2 separate regions of the Mus musculus genome follow, and region 1 is linked to region 2. Evidence: chromatin contacts called from public HiCAR-type data. All regions are on one chromosome and are shown on one strand. The core of a region is the stretch at or near the end of the contact, and the rest is flanking DNA. Distances in the headings are between cores, read along the strand shown.

Region 1 (7,588 bases), core at 249-2,748, 2.1 Mb before region 2:
CTGTCACAGTGAAACAGTATTTTCGTTTCTTGACATCAAAAAATAAATAAACAAACAGAAGAGAAAAGTAAAGTGCTATCTGCATTTCAGTTCTAAGGAGATGGGGGCGGGGGGTTAAAGCTTTGAAGCCCGTGGACCCACCAGGGAACGTAGAGGAGGCTGATTTCGGTAAGATGTGTGACTGAAGTCACATGAATTCTGACGCTGCTTGCTTTTACAGCCAAGACTGCACAGTTATGAGCAATTTGCAGCCGCACTCCCTTCTCTAGGGACTGCATGGGGTGAGAAGATGTTCCAAAATGACAGGCACTTCTAGTCCTTAATAAGGGGGACAGTCGAGTTCAAAGGGGGTTAATGAGATGCAATAGGGAAAAGTCAATCCAAAAGCGAGGCTGAAAACACAAAACAATTCCCACTTTGTTCTCATTTGCTCCTATTAGAAGCTGTGGGAACACAGCCACCACTTCCCAGAGCACACAAAACTGTTCTTAAAAAAAAAAAAAAAAAGAAAGAAAGAGAAAAAGAAAAAAAAGAAAGAAAGAAAGAAAAGAAAAGAAAAGAAAAGAAAAGAAAAGAAAAAAAGAAAGGAAAGGAAAGGAAGAAAGAAAATCTGCAAGGGGTCTACTTTTAAGTTGTCATAAAACTCTGAATTACACCCCCACTGACATCTCATGGCAGTCTCTGAGTAGGTTCAGGTTTGCGTCTGTCTCAGAGCTTCTGAGAGCAGTTAACCTGAATGATCCCCCTCCTTCCCAACCAAACCCCCAGTTTAGGAGATTTATTTCGAAATAGGCTGGGGTTTTAATTTTTATCACGAATTTGCAGATTTCATGTTCTCCGAATTCACCAAGAAAACACCAAGAAGAGGGGTATAAAATAGTAAGAGGGGCCCATACAGATGGAAATACCCTCCTTGGCATGAGAATAACCCCGAATGCCACACACTGGTTCCTCTCTGCATTACAATCTGGAAGTGAGCGCTTATGAACCTCATATGGATTTCTGAAAACAGCCCAGAAAAAAAAAAACAAACAAACGTTGTAAGAAAAGAAGGTACCAGAGCTAAGTAACCTGGTGACTTACCTTCTCAGCGGATCCTCAAAGTTCACCAAGGAAAAATTTAAATCCTCTAGCTTGTCATACAGCACTCTAATTTCCTTCCTCTTCGCGCTCTCTCTGTGTGTGTTTGTCACATAAGAGAAAAATAATCAACTTTCAAAGGTTCCATTTATTTGATCCTTCAGCAACAGCAGAACATGTCCAAGAGACTCCGCCAAAAAGTGAGCCAAAAACTCATCAAAGACGAAAGGAGCCGGGGGAGTAGGGCAAAGAAGGGGCGGTGTGAGGAGGGGGGGCTAGAGATTGTGAGCCCCAGTGCCTGGAGATTTTTATCACGCTGTTGAGATCTCCTCTTGTATGGTATACCTCCTTTGCTTGTCTCACAAATCCCCACACACAGTACGGACACTCACACAATCTCTTTTACGAGGAAGCAGGCACCCACACGCAGGAACACATACAAACACATAAGCACTCACAGAAGCCTGTGTAATGAAAACTGTCAGTAGTAACCTCCAAGAGGTGCTGTGAGCTGCAGATGGTATGGCTTGCGGTTACCTTCCCAGGTCTGTGGAGAATCAAAAGAACATCCAAAATCAGGGGGCTGGGGGATGGAAACTAGATTCCGGATTCGTGTCCCCAAGGCAGATGTATCAAGCCAGGAGTGAGTCAATCAGCAGAGGTGTCTGCTTGCACGGTGCCCCGGATTATGGCAAGGTTATTAATCTTGATGCGCTGCATGCCCCCACCCCCAACACTCAGCAGCCTGCATTGAGATGATTGCCAGAGCCGTGTCTGTCCCTGCTCTACTGCATTTTGCTCAGCGCTCTGATGCTGCAAGTGAGACACAGTGGAGGCAAGAATACTAATAAGGTGGTTAGCTACAGTTTCCTCAAGGCAGTCAGCACGCAGTACAGTAAATGTGGACTTCCCAGCGCTCCGTGTTTGTGTGTGTGTGTGTGTGTGTGTGTGTGTGTGTGTGTGTGTGTGTGTGCCTGTGAGTCTGCAGGGAGGGCAGCGAATCCATCTCCCGCCAGCAGGAGAGATGGCTTGCATTCTGCTGGAGAGGACTATCTCACCAGAATCGTCACTGTCCTGCATCCATTGTCTCTGACAGTATTTTGCTTGGGATGAAGAAGGGGGGTTAATGGTTTAGAAGCCTAAAGCTGGTATTTGAAAAGGGTGGTGAAGAAAAAAAAAAAAAAAAAGCTCAGGGAGACAAATTAGCTTTATAAATAGGCTCCAAGGAGACCAAGGCAGGTTTTTAACATGCTGCTGTCCTAGCTGTTAAATGGAAATACAAAGCAATTTCAAAAACCAGCTTTAGCCTATAAATCTTAGAGCTGGCAACAAGTATCTGAATTTGACTGATGGGACAGTGGATAAATGGATTTGTGGGGATGTAAAAAGTTTGTTCATGTCATCTTCCTATACTGGATCCAATGAGTGCTGAAACCCAACATTCATTCACTTAAAATGTGAATATAAAATCTATCATTGCAGATTCATTTTAATTTATTATTATTGATATTTATTATTATCAAGTAGTAGAAAATACTTGAGTGGCACAGTGACATTTTAAAAAAATGGCTAGCAGTCATCACAATACATTGTATCACTTTTTGTACCAAACAGGGAAGTACATATATGTCCAATATTGCTAAATGAAGAATCCCTTAGCTGCTGGACTCTAATCTTTTTTTTCTTTCAAGGTTGAGGCTCACATTGCAGGTCCTCTTCTTTTAGTCAAGGATACTCACTTAATTCCTTCACTTCAACTAAACTGGTATTTCTGGAAAAGAATTGAACATCTGGAGAAGGTAGTAAGAGTGAAATGTGGAGCTTTGTAGTACTTGGTATGGCCAGCAGATGTCACAAAAAGAGGAGACAGGCGAAGAATGCCATCCAGAACTGCAAATAGTTAATGCAATAGATAGTAGATTTGCAATAATTAATGTTGATTAATTAAACACAGGTATTGATAAGATGGGTGGCACTAATCTTAAATATTGAAATTTTACAGACTGTAAAGGAAAGTACCCAAAGAGCAACCTGACATGTATAGTTTTCTAAGTATTTCCCTCAAGTCACCATTTTAAGTGGTTGATTATGACTAATATTACAGAAAATCCCACACACTAGTAAGACTGGATTCTTGTCTCTGATGACTTTTGTGCTCTATGAAATATAGAACTCAATATTACCTTGCAAATTCAGCCAATATGTGATGAAGACACAAAACAGATCATGGGATGAAAGAAATTAGGCAGTTTAAGATTAATAAGTAAAATGTGTGATATTTCAATTCACAGCAATGATACTGATTATAATCATGGTAAAAAAAAAAGCAGTTTGGAAGGATTATTACTGTCTACTATATTATTAATGTCTATTACCGAGCTATACATCATTAATAAATGCATGATCAAAATATACAAACTATACATTTTAATTACTTCTTTTCCATTTGGATTATTATTATTTTGTAAGGGTTATTCTGTGCTGAGTATTGAACCCAGTATCTTCTGTAAGCTTACAACCTGCCACAAAGCCACAACTTTACTTCCTCTACATACTTTGTGACAACTACTTATTTTTTATCCAAATATCACTTTAGCCTTTATTTAGCTAAATGTGACTAATCAAAATCTACCACCTCACAGCATAAATTGGTCCATATGTCAGCTGAACATGGTGTTGAAAGCTTTGGCTTTAGAATCGACACAAACTTAGATTCACATTCCAGTTGCCTTCCTTTAAGATAATCTCCACTAAGTTATTTGTCTCTGTATCATTTTACTTGGCAATGAGCAAGAAGGTACACTGACATTTTTTTCTTTCATTTGAATGGGGACACATATAACTAAATAAAGTTACATAAAGACAAGAATAAACCAATATTTGTTGTATGCTTGATATATTTACTGACACAGTCTGTGATACATAAGTGTCAAGTATAGTTAATGAAGAAACTAAATATTAATTCTTACTATATTAGTTCTGCCTATGTAGTTTATCAACTGACACCAATCAATCAGCTAATGCTTTTGGTGATGAAAGGTGTGTTTTTAAATTCATTTTTATAAACAGTTGTGGCCGTCTTATTTCTGTGGAGGCTTTGTTGTATGCCATTTGACAGTCCTTAAATGTGCGTTTCTATATTCATGCTTGCATTCATCTGTGTGTTTCTGGACCTGTGTGGTCCAGAAATTTTCACTGTCTTGATTGCCTGACATCTGGACTCAAACAGAGTATGTGTTTAGAAAGATAATTTGATGGCAATGCACTGCTTTCTACTCTGAGACTTGCCGTGACAACAATAGCATCACCAAGCCTCAGAAATACTGGTCCTTAACAAGACAATGAGCAGGAGATCTGTAGTCCACTAGAATGGAAAACCTAATCCCCAGTGAGATGCCAAGTGGAGTTGAAGTGAGGGCGATTAAGGAACAGCAACTTCCCTGCATGAGTCTTTGGTGTTTGCATAAACTGTAGAAAAAGAGAAGTCTCTTTCGTTTTCCTGGGGCTCCTTGCCCTCCCCCACCCCACCCCCACCCCCGCGACAGGGAAAACAACCTAGCTGAAGTTACAGGGAATGGTGTGCTGCCTGATATAGGCGCTAAGAATAGAATTCAGGGTCTATGCAAGAAAAATATGTGTTCTTACCCACTGAGCAATCTCTCCAGCTCCCAACAATGCAGTTTTATTCTTGGAGGCAAAGAGATCAGAAGAAGAAGAATCTGAACAAACAAGTCCTGGCCAGTTTTTCCCAGTTCATTATCATTAATTCAAGCCATCTCTGATTCTGGCTGTTATTTTACATACTTATTCACAGACACACACACACACACACACACACACACACACACACACACACACACACAATTGCAGGTGTTTAGTTTCGGATCTTTATTTCAGGAGGTATCTATTTTTCATGAAAGTTATTCTAATTAGCTTTACATGATTTTCTCTAGATAAATTTTCTTTTATTATAGAGTCCTCAAATGAGAATTTTATGATGGGTGAGAAAAGGTATTTTTTATTCTTCCTTCAGGAGTCTTGGCTTTACTCTCATGAGTGGGATTCAAGAAAGAAACACAATGGAGTTGATTTCTGTTTTCTATATGAGAAAGCAATAAGTAGGGATTCATCTACAAACTGAGATGTGGACCTTAGCCAGGGCCAAACTGTCCAGTGACACCTTGAGTGTGAACTTAGTTATCCTCCAAAACAGAAACAAATCTCTTTATGCTGTTTAAGCTTCCCATCCACTTCCCATTCACTTGGTGGGAAGCTTGAGCTATGACACATATGAAAAAAAAATGCCACAAAAAATAAACAAGTATAGTTCACAAATGACCAGAAGCAACCAGTTCTAAGACAGAACATGACAGATGATCAGTACAACTGATATATCAATGGAAAGGCCTAAATATTGAATTTCTTGGCTACGGATCACTGACAAATTATTATCTATCTTGTGTCTCAGCAAGCTGAAACAAAACAAAACAACAAAAAATCAAGATGGTGACCACAGAGTGTCAATTAAATCTGATAATTCTGTCTCATCAGGTCACTAGAATGCTTGCTGATAGATGTACTGTTCTTCATTAAGCATGCCACTATGGGTTAGACAACTTTTTATAGTATAGCTGAGCTAAAACTCTTTTGCCAACCAGGTCGGTTTATAAAGATTATCTTCTATGTCACTCTTAGTTTCATAATGGCTCCACAGCCGTAAACTGAAAAGCATGCATTAATAGAACAGAGAATTTCAAAGGCGATAACGATTCCAAGCAGGACTATCTTTCCTCTACCTACTATATCAGGCCTCTGTTTTGGATGACAGTATTAGAATGCCTCAATTTTAGAAGGTGTATATACAATCTGGGACTTTGTGAGCAGTATGCAGTATATTTGAATTAAGGACAATGTTACATACTTAGATTCTTGTTTTCCTAAAATTCTAATTTCCACAGGAAAATGAATCAATCTGCGGTGGAAAGTAGGTATATAAGTCACTTTAACATGTTTTAGTTTGGGGACTCAATAACTGATTATAAAATGATACCATCACTGTTAATGTAATAGTCTCAGAATTCTCACAGGAAAATTCCAATGTAGATTTTCATTTAAAATCAGTTTATCTAGAGCATGCTATCTTGGCTTCAGTTTGTTCCATGTGTTATGTCCTATGCAATAAGGACAGAAGAATGCAAATAGGTTTGTACTGGTTCTCTGTGACTGGTTGTAAAATGAGTTTGCCTGTAATCCAATCACTCTGTATTGGTTTCCTAGTCTGAGTGGCCACCTAGTCCAGTGAACAGACCAGGAGACTTCTTGTTTACCAAACAGTTGAAACCCATTAGTTCATTTCTTGAAGTTTTCTTTATTCTCAGTGTCAGTTTAGCTTAGATCTCTTATTTAAAGTATTTTAGCAGGTTGCTAAGAATTCGACCCTGTCATATGTCTTGAAATAGCCCAGTTATTTATATCATTATTTGCAAGCTTAGGAAACGGTAGCACTAAGACTGAGCTACTTATTTCCATTTCTCCCTGAGATCTGAACCGGAAAGTTTGTAATAAATTTTGATCATTAATAAAAAAAAATACTTATTTAATTCTTCATCATGTAACACTTATTGCTTATTATCCCATGGGCAGAGTGGATTTTTATAATATTGACTTTTAATAGGCATGTTTTTATAATTTATTTGTTTCCTAGAGAGAACTTAACCCATCTATCCAACTGCAAGTATTAGATGAATCTTTATGTTACTGGTGAAAATTTGACACACGGGACCCAATGTAAGAATATAGAACATTTTGTTTCACTTCTCCTCCTTTGAACATGAACTTCTGAGTAGATTGTCAGTAGCCAATGTATATTGTTGCCGAACTTTGGTAAAGTGAAATTAATCCTTCATTATTCACTCAGCAATTCACAATCATTCCACTTCTTTAATGCCTCCATGATGCTATCCCTAACACTGAACACTTACATGCTCTTTTCAAGTCCAACTAGACTTGAAAAGGTTAATCTGCTTTACTGATCTCTTTGGAGAAGCCCCTGTGCTAGCTATCATTTTATTGATTTTATTTTAATTTTTAGTTATTTTCTTTTTCTTGACACAGCATATCTTTAGGTAGCTCAGGTTGATCTGAACTTGCCATGTAGTAGTATAGGTGAACCCAGAGATCTCCAGCTTTCTGAACAATTAGATGAGACATCTTTAGTACCAGGCACAAGCTCTTCTACATTTGTCAGTTTTTCATTTTAACTTTCATTTTTCTTGATTTATCTACTGTTTCTTAATTATTTTATGTGACCTGTGTGTGTGTGTGTGTGTGTGTGTGTGTGTGTGTGCGTGTGTGTGTGTGTATGTGTATATATATGTGAACATATTTATGTTTAGTTCTTACAGAGGGTTTTAATCTGTGAATTTATGATTTTCATCAAAATTGGAAGCATTTTAAAACATTTTACATTATTCTTCTATTGGTTTTCTTTGGTGAGCCTAATTTCTAT
Region 2 (7,878 bases), core at 1,859-4,358:
GTAGTTTTAGTAGGGAGGGAAGATGGTTGCAGGCAGACCCTAAGCTTGGCAAAGAGAGAGATGGGGGATGAGTGAATATCTTATCATGTTCTCCTCTTGTCTGTGGCTTTCTCTACCAGAGCTTCCCACTCCTATCAGCTCAGCCAGGGATCAAGAGGGTCTGCTGATGCTTTGCTTAGAAGTCGCCCTTCTGGGGCACAGAACAGGTAGAGACTGTAGCATGGATCTAAGGGGTCAGTACAGAATTCTCAGCTTCCTACCCTCCACACTAACAAAACCTAACAAGGAGTCTCCAGGGATGCCCTAGGATGCCAAGTCTTGACTCCTGCAGGACTTGACAGCTCACCACAGCCCTTTCCTGTATCCAAAGGACAAGATCAGAATGTGCCAAGTGGGGCATTATGCTGTTTTGGGCCACACTGTGAGCCCCTCCCTTGGCTTTGTCTTAGTCACTGGGCTCCCAAGGGAACAACATCAGGCCAGGAAAAGAGCACCCCCACAATCCACCTAGGTATCAGCTGCCTGTCAGCACTCTGGCATCTTGTCGGTGATCTAATCAAGGCTGAGGTCAGTGGGGTTTTTATACAGGCTGGGGATTTGATTGTCTGTATGCCAGAAATGTATTCCTGCCAGGATTTCATATGCCTCAGAATTGAACCCCCTTGAGGACAAAGAAGCAGGGCAAGGGATGAGGGAGGGGATAAAAGAAGAGGGATAGAATGCAGCCTTCCAATAGTGTGTTCCTGCTGTGTGTACTTCCAGATTTTGCAGGCAAATTCGTGGCTGCAGTTGTGGCTAAAACATGAATGAATGTGGTCGTGTGCAGGTGCATGAATGACTGTAGTTTCTATGAATGAATGCATTTGTGATGAAGGGTGTATGGGAACCCTTGCAAGCTGGGGTAGAGGCTTGCAGGTGCCTGGCTTGCTGAAAGCATCCCTGGATAAGTATCCTTACTGAAGTCTGTGAGGTTGTGTTGCGGGTATGTAGGGGGAATACTTGGTTTGCTCATAGCATCTGCCTTTTGTGCTGCTGTTTCTGCTGCTGCTAAAAACAGGATCTATTAGCAACTGTATGGCCCTCCCAGAAGTCCCTGAGAAGGGGAAACAGGCAGCATGTTTGTCATCAGTTGAAGGCTCCTCTGGCCACTAGGAATTGTCCTTAGATAAACTCTAGCCTCACAGTCGCCTGTCTAGTCCCTGATGTCCTTTCTCGGGGCTTAGCAAGGGGCAGGTGGGCAGGTGGGCAGTCGCTAGGTAGGGTTTTCTCTCACCTGTACCCCCTGAACCTACTAGCCTGGCAGGAGAGAATTAGGCAGATTCTGTTCTTGTCTGACCTGCTGAGGTCTGTGCCTGATGCACTTTTCTTCCCAAACCAGCTCTCCAGGAAGGAATAACTTCCTCATTTTGGGATATAGTGATGAGCAAAACTGATTGAGAGGAGATCAATTGAGAATTGTAAATCAGACCTGATGAATACGTTTAAAAATTAAGGGAGGTCCTCTTAATTTTAAGTCATATGATTTAAACATACTTTGGGCTCTCCTCCTCTGCCTAAGGCCTTTGGTCTCTGTGAGCACCCCTGCACACAATGGTCATAATTAGTCTCCTCATTAACAGTCTGGCAGACGCTAGCAACTAAATGGGTCAGGGAAACCAAAATCTTTCATCATCTAGAGGCACAAGCGTAGCCTATTTGAGGGGGGTGGGCTAGGAGGAGGGGCCAAGGTGCAACAACTTTGCAAGAAATGAAGACCACCAGATGAGTATTAAATCCCTCCTCCGAAAATGAAAAGCCACAAACCCCCCCCCAAAAAAATCTGAAGATGATATATCTGTGGTGAAGGTGCTCGGTGGTCCCGTAAAGAAGTCACAGGTACATATGAAACGTCTGGATGCAAAAGAGACCTTCGGAAATTACAACGTTTAGCTATGTAAAGGACACAAGTGTCCTCGGCAGCAAGCACATACTTAATAAATGCAGAATTTTAATGATGCAATTTTGGCATCAGGTTGTGTATTTAAGTTCCCCTCGGATGAAACCTCCTTCTATTTTGAGGCATGAATCCTGTGTCTTTTCTGCCACGCAACCACACGAGGAAGAATAGCCCAGAGTCCTTGTCTATGAATGTACTGTCTCCACAAAGCATGAATGTGCTGGCACTTTGTGTTTGTATGAATGGGGGTTGCATGTGCTGGTCAGAGGCCACGTGAGACACGTGGGGTGGGAATTGTGTCTTTGGGAAAAAAAATGAATTGGAAGAAGGAAACAGCTATGAATGGCAGGAGTCTCTCCCGTGGAGCTCCCTCCCTCACAACGCCCCTCACCATCCTAAGACACACCTGTTTTATTAAAATGAATTCCTGACATTGCAAACAACAATAGACCAATGTATATACTGTGTGCCACTGTTCACAGGGTCCAGACTGGAGGAAAAAAAAAAAAAAAACAGGGCTGCAACACAAAAGATACTGCAGTCAGCTCAGGCAGGGAGCTATTTTTAGACCAGGGGGAAAAAAAGAGAGGGGGTGGGGCGAGAGAGAGGGAAAAAAAAGAAGAAGCACTTCTGGTTTTGCAATCTAATTTGGTCCCCTTTCTTAAGGAAAAAAAAAAAATCCCATCGATAGCAATTTCCATACAATCTGATTCTATTTGGCTCCTAGCAAAGAAGAAGAGATCTAGGGCTGAAAATTCTGGAGTTTTATGGCTGATTCTAGCTAGTAGCCTTTCTTCACCAGGCTCCAGCTGAATTAATTTGATACTATTTTTGAAAGTCAGTGTTTCTAAGGGAGACCTAATGACGCACTGACGTCAATGCAGGTCAATAGCACACGCTGCTGGAACTGGGCGTGCTACACCGAGCCAGGGCTGGAGCCTTTCCAAACAGCCCCAACTCTGCAAATATCCCAGCTTTGCAGGGGACCGGGGGGAGCCAGGGTTTTGTAAACACCGAGACCCCCATCATTTTTCCAGAGTCTCTTCAAAATTGATGCATATTTTCCTGACTCAAAGGAAAGCTAAACAGAAGCAGTCGCACTGCAGTATTTAAAAAAAAAAATCATACCTTTCAAAGGAATCATATGTAATTCGGGCAGCGTGCACACACATTTACACTCAGAAAGCAACGCATATCATTAGGGTGTGTCTATAAATAGACCCCAATGTGTGTGCATTGAGACTTAGTCCCTGGTCGGGGGTTTTCGAACGTGGGTGATGAATTCTGTGTTCTGATCAGTTACTCAGGAGGCGCCCGAATGTGAGGGGGTGGGAGTGTGGGAGGGGGCTGCCTCCTCTCTTCTCTTTCCCTCTGGCTGCTCTCCTCCCCTCTCCTCCCTCCTTCTCTCTCCCCCCTCCCTTCTTCCCTCCCCTCCCTTTTTCAGCATCTCCCCTACCCTTTCTTTCTCTTCTCTCCCTCTCTCCCCTCCCTCTCTCCCCCTCCCGCTCTCTTCTCCCTCTCCCTACAAGTCTGGCACTGAAGGAGAACTGTTTTGCTTTGCTCCGGGAAGAGTGCAGACACGACGTGAAATCCGGAGCTCTTTGCGTGGTGCATTTAAAATGCTTCCTTATTTATATTACCCTCATCCCCTCCCCTCTCCCACCCCCTCACCAGCCCTTCCAAATTTCCCTAGAAATCTGTGTAAAGCGTGGAGGGGAAAACATTTGCATAAAAAGTGAAGGAGCACGCCAAGGTAGGTTATACCATGCAGTGCCTTATGTTTGGCTTTGGCAAAGTTTATGATGTCAGTTGGTGAATGTTCGGAAGAGCAGCTCTTTATGACTGTCCGTGATTACTGTCTGTTTTTTTTTTTTTTTCATTGAACAATATCTGTACAAATTGCCTAGACTTCGTGAGCAGGCTTAGTTAGGGTCTTGTATGTGTGGTTCTTGCAAGAGGCATGGCAATCGGGAGACAGTCCTGTGGTGTTGAACAGGGGGAAAAGATGCTGTGTTGTGGGGTTGGGGGTGGCAGAGGGGAGGGGACTTCTCTAGTGGGCAACTGAACCTTCTAGTTTGCCAGACTTGGGGCTGATTCTCATTCACTAAATGTCTTCATTATTCTTGTAATGATTCTGCACATGAAAAGCTAGTTCCAAAAAGGTTTCATGAAGTCAGAACAAAGTGAGGGGAGCAGAGGGAGCTAAAGAGAGTTGGAGCATGCTGGTGAGGGATGTGGCAATGTTTCCTTAATAGAGAAATTAATCTCTCCTCGCAGAGTCTGGAAAAAAAATGCTGTCTTTAATAGGTGTAAGCAAAAATGATTTTAAAAAAAAGATTAGTAGGTGAAATAGAAAAAAAAAATGTTTCCATTGCAAGAGGGGAAAAAAAAAAAAAAAAACTGCTGCAGCTCACAACCACCTGTAGAGGGAAATCTTTATGCACAATTTCGTAAGGCTGGTTGTGTGGAGGAAAACCGCCTGGAAAGGCGCCTGGCAAACTTTGCTGCAGGAAGAGAGGCAGGCCCCCGCAGGGTGAAGGGCGAAATCGCGGGGGCGGCAGCGAGGGAGGGAAAGGATAGATGCTCACAGGAGCCGTCTGTGAAGCTGCAAAGTTGGCCTCCCTGGCACTGGAGTGGGGGTGGGGAATGGGGTGGGAGTGGAGGAGCGCTGATGTGGGCAAGCTTGAGCTAGGGAAGCGCCAAGGGGGCTCGAAGGTGTATGTCAGGGTGGGGGAGCTTCCGAGGAGGCTTTGTTGGTGTGATGTCAGGTACCTTGTGGAGCTGCGGAGATCTGAGGGGGGGGGGGGGGCGAGCGGGGGAGGTTCCCTCCCGCCGCGGCACAAAGCCAGGTGGTAATCAACAAGTGTCTCTCCCAAGATTAGGTTTGAAAAGGACTTGGAGGGTTTTCTAATTCACCGGAGGTCTATCCACTGTGTGTTGTAGAGGGGGGCATTCATTGTTAGGAAGGAGCTTAGAAAAGTGGAGGGGTGGAGTAGGGGGCTTTAACGTCAGTCATTTGACCTTGGGGAACACAGTTCAAATCCTTCTGAGTGTTGAAAAGGCAGAACAAGGGTCACGACCCTCATCTTTCATCCCGAGCTGGGTATGTACCCAGAGGAAAATCTAGTGCCTGCTTTTGGCCACACCTCATCAATGGGGATTCCGTGTGTCTGAAAGCAGCCTTTTTTTTTTTTTTTTTTTTTTTTTTTTTTTTTTTTTTTTTTTTTAAAATCTAGGGAAGCAGGCAGCACTGTCAGCTCAAGAGCTGTGTTTTCTGTCCCCTGCATACGATCTTCTAGGAATCCTGGATCGCCTGTTCTCTGAATAACAGCCACTTCTGGGAGATGTAACACAAATGTGTAGGGGCCTGGTTGGGGGGGGGGGGGATGCCCAGCTATCTTTAAATATAGATAGGGGCTTACTATTCCCCCCCTTTTTTTTGACAGTTTCTCTAGGTAACTCTGGGAGCCTTGGCATTCTGTAGACAAAGCTGGCCTCAAACTCAGAGATCTGCCTGTTTGCCTATGCCTCTTGAGTGTGGGATTAACTCACCACCCACCACCACCTGACCTGGCCTGAGCTTGCCATTTGGATGTCTGGTTAAACTGCACTTGAAATAAGGAGAAGATAGGTTTGGACTGGGTTAGTGGGAGAGAGAACCAGCTGGATGGCAGGTCAAATGAAGGTGATGGTCTGTGAGATTTTTTTCCCCTCCAAAAATGGGGAGGGAAGTGGCTGCACTGCCCAAGGAACTGATAAGGAAATATCAACAAGATGGGGGATTTAGGGAGGGAAATTGGGAGTTAGAACCAGCAAGCCATTGCCTCACCCTCTGGAACTGAAAAAGCCAGAAGGCAGGGAGAGGGACATAGACTAGGTGAGCGTTTGGCATGGTAAGGTGTGGATGTAAACCGATCCTCAGAAGGCAGAGGCAGGAGAATGGCCACAGGTTTGAGGCCAGCCTGGTCTACATAGATAGTTTGAGGCCAGCCTGGACTGCAGAATGAGTACCTACATTAGAAAAAGGGGGGGAAAGGCAGACAGATGGGCAGACAGACAACAGAGGGAGAGAGAGAGAGAAGAAAGGAAGAAAGAAAGAAAGAAAGAAAGAAAGAAAGAAAGAAAGAAAGAAAGAAAGAAAGAAAGAAAGGACATAGGAAGGAAGGGAGGGAGGAAGGAAGGAAGTGAGCGAGCGAGCTGGGTACAGGCTGTATTCATGTGCAGTGCTGCCTGAGTAGAGAGAGTAGAGGGAGGAAGAGTCCATCCCTCACACTCCCTTGTCAGTGTGGAATAAAACCAGGCCAGTATGTCTGATTGATAGGCAGCCCAGCATCACCAAGGATACTGCTTAGGGAACTGCCCCATCATGTCTTGGCCACTGGAAGAACAGCAATAGTCTTCACAGCCTAGGAGGCATTAAGGTGACTTGAGGTGCACTTGTCAGAGGAAATTGCCCTCTTAGGTTAACAGATGTTTCCCTTAGACATAGAGGAGATAGAATGGTTCAGAGAGAAAGTAATCCAGCCTTGGAATTCAGCTGTGTGGCCTTCATCATTCCCTGAACCGCTACCCTTACTTGTGGTCTCCTGAGGACCGAATTCCAGAAGGACAATAGGCATCGCAATGGATATGCTCTGTCACTTCTTTGTCACTAAAGGAGTTCCATGTCCACTAGCCATCCCCCCACCCCGTGCCCAGGCATATATCATATGATGACATGTGCAAAAAGTATATGTGCATGTGTGTGTGTATCAAGACCAAATGAACAAACGTGTGTGTCCTGAGCTCTCACCGCATAGGAGGTCATAAGCAACATAGAAGGAAGCTACCCCCTTCCTCTTCTGCCAAGTCCGGAGATTCTGGAATGCTACACGTGGTTTGGAGGTGGGCCTGACATCCCTGAGTGTATGTGGTGAACCTGAACTTGCCCTGGGTTTCCTCATATCCATTCAGGAGTGTCAGCTGCCTCTTCGCTCAACGCTCGCTGGAGAGAGTGACCTCAAACAAAGATCCACTCAATGAAAAGAATGAAGTTCCATCTTTCTTCCTCCAGTGCCTTGGATAACCCTGGTGTTTCTCCTCTCCTCGGAAATAGGGGAGACGAGCAGAGGCAGCTATATAATTTGGGGGGCCCAATACAAAATGAAAATGTAAAATCCCTTGTTTAAAAATCATGAAGAAAGTACCATTAAAGATGCTGAAATGAAAGGTTCTCTCTTCTACAGTCTCTCTCTAGACTCTCTCTAGACTCCCTGTGGAGCTGACTGCTTGCCACTCAATGTCGTGCTAAATAAACATTATTTTATTTTCATTATTAGTGTGAATTTTGCTACTCATCTTTACATTGTGCGATGCTAGCTTTAAAGACAGATAAAAGAACATCGAGCTTGTTTGCACAATCCCAGAAATTACACAACTTGTGGTTTGTAGGCCATGCAAGCATAGGTGTTTCACTCCTACCAGGACAACGATACACCAAGTAAAATGAACATTCCTGTTTTTATGTCACTTCGTGGTAAGGGTGTCAGGCACTTGTACTCTCTGACTTGCTGTTGCGTAGGGGAAGTCTGAGAAGAAAAGTGGTATGGTTGGCATCATTGTCACCTCTCCTAAGCATGGTTTTCAGTACCCCACAAGATGGCGGCAAATACAGAGAAGGTCTGTGCTGCCTAGCTTTAGGTCAATCTGACACAAGCTATAGTCATCTGAGAGGAGGGAACCTCAACTGAGAAAATGCTTCCATAAGATCTAGCTGTAGGCAAGTCTATACAGCATTTCCTTAATTAGTGAATTGATGGGAGAAAGCCCAGACCATTGTGGGTGGTGCCACCCCTGGGCTGGTGGTCCGGTGTTCTATAAGAAAGCAGGCTGAGCAAGCCATGATGAGCAAGCCACCACCCTAACACACACACACACACACCGTGACCTCTGCATCAGCTTCT

Evidence for each region. HiCAR-type assays count read pairs that join an accessible place to other places.
Region 1: a contact with region 2 is called in a HiCAR-type map of astrocytes, with 4 times the contacts expected there. The contact joins the promoter of Lrrc4c here to the promoter of Mir670hg in region 2. A contact is called at or near these places in 1 of 39 promoter capture datasets (hippocampal neurons) and 1 of 115 datasets of contacts at active chromatin or transcription factors (astrocytes).

What each region holds. Positions count from the first base shown.
Region 1 is chr2:96,312,079-96,319,666 of GRCm38.p6, reverse strand. Lrrc4c (leucine rich repeat containing 4C) reads right to left here and starts at 1,498. Exons shown (of 9, transcript NM_001363047.1): 1 at 1,084-1,498.
Region 2 is chr2:94,260,333-94,268,210 of GRCm38.p6, reverse strand. It overlaps Mir670hg (a long non-coding RNA gene), which reads left to right and starts at 3,108. Exons shown (of 8, transcript XR_003953878.1): 1 at 3,108-3,689. It overlaps Mir670 (microRNA 670), which reads left to right and starts at 6,812; the gene lies at 6,812-6,911.